Linked DNA regions of Mus musculus: region 2 is linked to region 1. A link is a contact called in public promoter capture Hi-C data. All regions are on one chromosome and are shown on one strand. The core of a region is the stretch at or near the end of the contact, and the rest is flanking DNA. Distances in the headings are between cores, read along the strand shown.

Region 1 (3,618 bases), core at 427-2,926:
ACAGACTTATAACTTTGCCTCAGGCCGCTTTGCAGAGGCTTTCTCTGGGGTAATTCTCAAGAAGTCTACAACACTTAATTACATGATGCTTATCCATATGTCTCTTATCTCCAAAATAGTCTCTGTGTACTCCTAGCAACTGAAAAACATTGAAGGGTCAGCCACTAAGTTTTTGTTAAATGAACAAATCATCAAAATCTAATAAACACATGAAAATATTCAACTCTTTTCACCTTGGACCTAACATTTTTATTATTGCACTGAAATTTCAAGTTAACTATCAAGTCACATAAAAGCCACATGATTTTTTTCTTCCACCATATATTAAAGTGATAAATGTTTCAGCCGAGCATAGCGGCTCATGCCGATGATAGCAGCACTCAGCAGACTGAGGCATAAAGACAGAGTTCCAGGCCATTTTAGCTAGAGTTAAGACCTGTCTCAAAATAAAACCAAACATGACACAGGAAAGCTTTTGATTAAAAAGGGCTGCTATCTATTAGTGTGTCCAAGGATCCCGTTCCACAGATCCTGCACATACCATAAGACCACATCGAAATAACTCTGGGACAGGGACGTAACAAGGCCCTAATAACTCGCAGGGCTGGCATTGTCACTGTTAGCACTCATCACCATTCTTAATTCCAACAAAATCTAAAACACACACACACACACACACACACACACACACACCTCACCTCCTGAACACTGTAAATTAATTTCAAAGAAACGTCTTCTTACAATGCTTAGAAATATCAAAGAAGAAAAGTCAATAGTCTATTAAATCAAAGTCACTTAGAAAATTTGAGATACTTGCTTTAAAATGAGATTAAAAAATTTAACATATAGATCACTTTAGTGAACTTCCAAATCATTAACCCTGGATGGAGACACAGGCAGCGTCTTCCTTGATACAGTGCGCCATGTAACAAAGAGACATGAAGGATGCTACTGCTCCTTATAAGTGGGAATGATCATTTTACTTAGCTTACACAGCTATTTCAGGAAAGTTTCCTTCTTTGTTACTCAAAATATGTAATTTATATTATTATGGAACTATTTCAAAATAATTTGTTGTAATTCATTAAAACCTGGATTTAACTACAATTAAGAGACTGATAGTCTTAAGCAGTGTGCCTTTTTAGACTCCCTCCCTCCCTCCCTCCCTCCACCTGTGGTGGTGACCATGAGCTTAGTTAGGCAGGACACAGCACTCACCGGTATGGATCTTCTCGTGTCTCTGAAGCAGGTACTTCTGTATGAAACGCATGTCACATTGACTACATTGAAACGGTTTTTCGCCTTAAAATAATTTGACATCCATATATTAGTTAATGAATAAGACAACACTTTAAGTCATACTTCTGAGGATATATGTCTTAGAAGTCCAAATTTGGGGAAATTCTAAAACACCACATGATTTTAAAAAACATTTTTCATTAACAGTTATACTTTCCCTCAAAAATTTCCCACGGGATTTAAAGTTTCACATTTTCACAATCACACAAAAAATAAAATTTCATTTATATCATTTTAATAAGAAAGAAAACAAAACTTAAAAGATATACGAGCTAAGGAAGCACTGTCCAGAGTCCTGGTGTTCCCTATCTGAAGGCATGCACATCCTGTTCTCAGTGGCTAACCATCCCCCTCTGCCCTTTTACCTCTGTCCTTGGAAGCAGTCTGTCTCTGCTGGAGACCGAATTCAATCCCCAGTGCTGTGGTCTGCCCAGGGGAAGCTGTGCTTCCATGCTGCACTGCTCCTTGGCACCTTCCTCCGTCCTCCCACCACACCCTACGAGGGCAGTCTCAAGTCTGAAGTGCTTCCTCACCCACTGGGCTTGAAGCTTACAGGAGTCCTCACCTCTGTTCCACAGACTACAGCCACGGTCTCTCTACCCTGAGGTCTCTTTAAATCCTTTCTCTATCGGCTTCTGGCTATCACTGCATTTTCTACTTCAACACATCTCCTTTACCCACCAAGTCATTTATATTTCTAGCTTGCCGTTCTAAAGGTGTGTGATCAGCCTTTAGCTCTATTTTCAACAATTTCACGATTTTTAACTTCTACTTTTGTTAGCTACCATTTCTAATATCTGATTTCCAAACACTGTCTGTGCTGTTCATACACAGAAAAATGAATCCAACAGGCTCTTACTACATCCGTAAGCATTTTCTCTCGTTGAAAAAGAGAACTTTAAGGCAAGTGAATACCCAATTAACACTATTAGATGGATATATCTGCATTAATCAATTGTCCTCTCATTTAAAGTCTTTCTCGGTTTCCTCCTGATAGCCTGGCTACAGATTTTGACTGACAATGCCAAGTAAGCTATGGTCTTAAGATTAGATGACATTTATACGAAGGTGAAAACAACAATGATAATAATTTTAATGGCCACAAGCCCATTTTAATTCAATACCTGTATGAATGAAGACATGCCTCTGTAAGTGATAGTTCGTTCTAAAGGCAGCATTGCAGTGCTCACAAACGTGAGATTTAGGGGTTTTCAAACCAAGTGATCCATCCTCATTTATTGTAAGGATCTAGTTTAAAAAAAAATAAAGGCAAAAAACAAAGTTTTTAAAATGTAAATACTACATTTTAAAAGGACAACATAAGCAAGAGGTTGTAAAAAAATTTTTTTTCAGAAATAATCTGGAAAAGGCTATTAAGAGAGTGGTACCTTTAAAGTAGGAAAGCACAATTTGACTTAGACTGGGTAAAGTCCATAGTAAAAACCTTGGAAGCACTCTTCCACCCCCTGTGTAATGGCGTCTCTACTACCAGAGTTCCTGCGTGTTCCCATAAAGGGCTGCTAGAAGTACAGTTTAATCTTCAATTTCAAATTCTCATATATGCAGGGAGAAAAGTTCAGTATCAATCAATTAATGAGAACTGCTAAAGCACAGAAAACCAATTTAACTTAATTTTATGTGACTGTTAATGAATTGAGAAATTCTATCTACTTAAATGGAAAAAAAATCAGGATTTGTTCAACTCAAAAAGGTTCAGAACCCAGTATATATTTTTTTCAATTGAAAAGGACACTATACATCTAGAGAGAGGGGGGGATAGATAGATAAATAGATAGATAGATAGATAGACAGACAGACAGACAGACGGACAGTGTCTATCTGGATACATAGTATCCTTTTGTGTGTATGTGTATACACATCACATATATATCCACATAGGTATAAGTATACTTGCATCTGTATGTTTAATAACTACTTCAAAAGGATTCATACCTTGGCTGTGATGGATGAGGAGCTGAGCAAATAAAAGGTGTGCATACATTTTACAGACTGAAAATTTTTCTTAGTCAGATAAGAGTTTACTGCTGTTATTTTCTTATATTTTATAAAAGAGAAAATGAAGTTCTCCAATAATGCAACTGAACCTGGACTCTGTCTCAGTCTAGGGTCTGTAAGGATGGATACTGTGCAACTATTGTAAGAATGGGGAAGGAAGACGGGAGGAAAGGCAACACCTCTTCTATCGAGAGGGTCTTAAATTAAGAATGTTGTGAGTCAGGTCTGGACAGTTAGCAGTGTAAGCGCACCTTCAGCCTCATGAATTCTAACTTACCAACAACTTACTCAGCATGCAGCATT
Region 2 (3,618 bases), core at 830-3,329, 290 kb before region 1:
TGGCTTTGAGGAAAAGTCGGTAAAAAGGAGTCATAAAAGATAGCCAGAAGGAAATTATAGTATAGAATAGTATGGCAGTATTAACATTAACATAGTAAGAGTGTAGAAATTAAGTCACTGCATGATTAAAACAGGCGACAGGGCTGGCAAGATGGCTGAACACTAGCTGCTCTTCCAGAGGACCTGGGTTTGATTGCCGGCACTACAAGGTGGCTCAAAATCATATGTGACTCTAGTTCCAGAGGATCCACTGCCCTCTTCTGGCCTCTGTGGATACTGGGTATATACACTGTGCAGATACATACATGTGGGCAAAACACTCACATAAAATTAACACATAAAATTAAAGTGAATTAAAAAGTTAACTTTAAAAGTTTAAGTTAAAAATAGTATAGCTTAAAAAAAAAAAAAAAAACACAGCCTGGCAGTGGTGGCGCACGCCTTTAATCCTAGCACTTGGGAGGCAGAGACAGGTGGATTTCTGAGTTCAAGGCCAGCCTGGTCTACAGAGTGAGTTCCAGGATAGCCAGGGCTATTCAGAGAAACCCTGTCTCAAAACAAACAAACAAACAAACAAACAAACAAACAAATAAATAAAATAAAAAAAAATAAAAATAGTATAGCTTTAAGAGTTTAGGTTAAAAAATAGTATCTTCAGTGAGGTCCAATTATTTGCAAAAGAGACGTACATCCACTCGGATGACACCTGTTCTTCGGGCTGTAGGATGCATGCAACGCAGCACATAAGCAAGTTGCTGGGTTTGGTAAATTTCCAGATTCTGATTCCGTGGGTATGGCGTGAGGCGGTCTGGAACTCTGGGTGGCAGATGCCTGATGGTCCTCATGCAGACGGTGTGCAGTGGGTAGTGGGTGACAGATGGCATGCAGGCTCCCCTTTCCTTACCTTACACCTCTACTCTAATTGATTTTACACTGTTCTATGCTATGGCAAAGTACAATTAATTTGAAAAAGAGAAAAAGTGGCCAGCATGGTAGTGCATGCCTATAACCCCAGCACACAGAGGGCTGAGGCAGGAGGATTGTTGAGTTTGAGGTCATCTTAGGTTACAAAGTAGGTTTTAGGCTAGTATGGGAAATAGGCTAGATCCCAATTCAACAAGTAAACACATGCATATACACATACATATGCACACATACATATATACATACATATGTACATACACACATATACACATACATATACATAAATACACACATATACACACACATATATAAAAACAGGCATGCATGAGATGGGAAAAAGTTGAAGCAACTCAAAGCAGCAGGTGTGATGATATATACCTGTGCAGAGCAACCAACATAACATTCAAGCAACTAAGAAAGTGTGCAAGCCTAAGAGAACAGCAGAGGAGGAGGGGGCAGAAGAAGGCAAAAGACAGGTCTGGTTAGAAAAGAATTCTGGACAAGGGGCTAAGAAGACACAATTGTTGGACTTTGGGGTATTAACAGAGACAAATACTGCATAAGAAGAGAAAAGGGATAAGCTAGTTGGGGTCCCCAGCCTGGATATGGGTGACCTGCATGTCCTCGAAAGCTAAAGCCTTGGGAAAGACACCCTACCCTTTTGAAGGATATTTTCTACAGGCAGCAAGGTGTGGAGCCTGGGCAGAACTAGAGAGCTAGCAAAACACTTTTAAAAGGCAGGACACGGATTACCCTGGTGCCTAGAGTATGCTGGAACTGGGTGACAGCCAGGAATGTAGAAGGAGAGGTCATGCAGTATCTGGAAGAGGTTGGCTTACTGTTCTTACTGGGCCTGAGAACAGCATGTGCGGAGAAATCTGTCCGAGATGTTTCCTGCCTATGGAAAATCCAGCTCGATGGGCTGGGCACAGTGGAGCAGACTTATAACCCCAGAACTCAAGAGACAGAGGGAGGAGGGTTGCTGAGTTTGAGGCTAGCAAGGTGGCACAAAACATACCTCAGGTGCTTCTGTCACCAATGGGGAGAGATTCAGGTGTCCCCCCCAACTTCATAACCGATGCCCAGGGCTGGGCCCAGACCTCAGATAAGGAGGCCACTGGCAAATGTGTCTCAGTGTGTCCTGCTCATGCTATCACGTCATAACATTTTTATTAGTCACCATAAAATGTTTCATAATACTAACTTGATGTTGCTCCAAGTCACCCCAGTGTAACGACAAACTGCCAGCTTCATTCCTGAAGTGGGCTGGGGCCAACTGCCGTCCAGGAGGGGGCTGCCCTCTGCTAGACATAATGATGGTCACTTGGATAAATGGGGAGGGAAAAGTGGCCGCAGGGACCTGAGAGAAATCCTGGTTATAGACCCTACAAACAATGGGGTTGATTTTAACCACAAGAGCTTACAAAATAAATGGTGACTGTTCATAGCAAAAACAAAAACAAAAACAAAAACAAAAACAAAAAACAACAAAACAATAAACATCAATTGCACACAACCCAGGAAGTGAATTCATGCATGAATTTCACTTTCTAGAAAGATAACTATTCCCTTGAACACAAATGTAGAAAGCCCTCAGGAGGCGGAGGCAGAGGCAGAGGCAGGGGAATCTCTAAGAATTCAAGGCTAGCCTTGTCATAGTGGGTTTCAGGCTAGCCAATGCTACATAGAAAAACTTTTTCAAAAAAAAAAAAAAAAAAAGGAAAGAAAGAAAGAAGAAAAGAAAGGAAGGAAGGAAGGATAGAAAAAAAAAGAACAAAGGTAGGTATCCTGAAGACATAAAAAGTGGGACATACAAGTAGGGAATAGTAATGGGGGAGGTCAGACAATACACAACACACAGGAAATAAAATTGTGCCTACTTCCAACTTTAGATAGTTACCATTCGAACATTTACCTGTATGAGACAAAGCCATCCTAAAACTGTCTTGATTCCTATTATTCATACTAGGCTCTCCTATATCCTGTATCACAAATTTTATTTCATAACTTTGTTTTTTGTTTTTTTGTTTTTTTGAGAAAGGGTTTCTCTGTGTAGCCCTGGCTGTCCTGGAACTCACTTTGTAGACCAGGCTGGCCTCGAACTCAGAAATTCGCCTGCCTCTGCCTCCCGAGTGCTGGAATTAAAGTTATACACCACCACGCCCGGTTTATTTCATAATTTTGAAGGTAATTTCCACCTCAAAAGCATCTGAAGACGAAAAAAATACCCATGCAAGCAAATCTACCCTGCCTCAAACCGCTCCTCAGAGAGAAGAGGAGCCTGAGACAGCATGCTTGCTGCATTATCAGCATGCTTGACAGGGCTTGGACCGCGCATGCTCCCCTTCACGGAGTAAGTCTGCCTCACAGCACATGTCCCAGGCTGGTCCTTGTGCCCAGCGGGCACTGCACCGGAAGTCTCCTGACTCTGCGGTACAGGCGCACTTGCTCGCTGCAGTCATGCAATTCCCCTGTGCTATGACGGATAGCTCCGGTAGCAGTCACCCACTGCAGCCTCAGTACCGCCCCTGCCCAACGGCTCTCTTCCTGGGCATCCTGCAAACCCAATGCTGTGCTTCCTGTCCCCCCCCCCCACCACCCCAATTTGGACACACCCACATGTAAAGTGTTCCCCAAACACCATGTGATTGCCCCAAGACTCTAAATGAGGAACGTTCTTCTTACTCTCGTCCC

Evidence for each region. Capture Hi-C pulls out chosen DNA fragments and counts their contacts.
Region 2: a promoter capture Hi-C map of adipose tissue shows a contact between it and region 1. The contact joins two enhancer-like sites. A contact is called at or near these places in 1 of 15 datasets of contacts at CTCF or cohesin (large pre-B cells), 15 of 484 Hi-C or Micro-C datasets (CD4 T cells, brain, cerebellum and 6 more), 5 of 115 datasets of contacts at active chromatin or transcription factors (astrocytes, bone marrow-derived dendritic cells, embryonic basal ganglia and 2 more) and 3 of 9 other capture datasets (adipose tissue, embryonic stem cells and liver).

What each region holds. Positions count from the first base shown.
Region 1 is chr16:33,465,784-33,469,401 of GRCm38.p6, reverse strand. It overlaps Zfp148 (zinc finger protein 148), which reads right to left. Exons shown (of 9, transcript NM_011749.4): 6 at 2,424-2,547; 7 at 1,219-1,302. Among named protein-coding and RNA genes, the nearest start is that of Slc12a8, 51 kb to the left of the region's middle. Within about 2 kb of position 1,676, at least 19 of the 459 cell types and tissues checked have an H3K27ac peak or open chromatin away from gene starts, as enhancers often do. A contact at or near this core is called in adipose tissue, where this site is marked.
Region 2 is chr16:33,751,557-33,755,174 of GRCm38.p6, reverse strand. The region is part of intron 12 of Heg1 (heart development protein with EGF-like domains 1); the gene reads right to left. Among named protein-coding and RNA genes, the nearest start is that of Muc13, 41 kb to the left of the region's middle. Within about 2 kb of position 2,079, at least 34 of the 459 cell types and tissues checked have an H3K27ac peak or open chromatin away from gene starts, as enhancers often do. A contact at or near this core is called in adipose tissue, where this site is marked.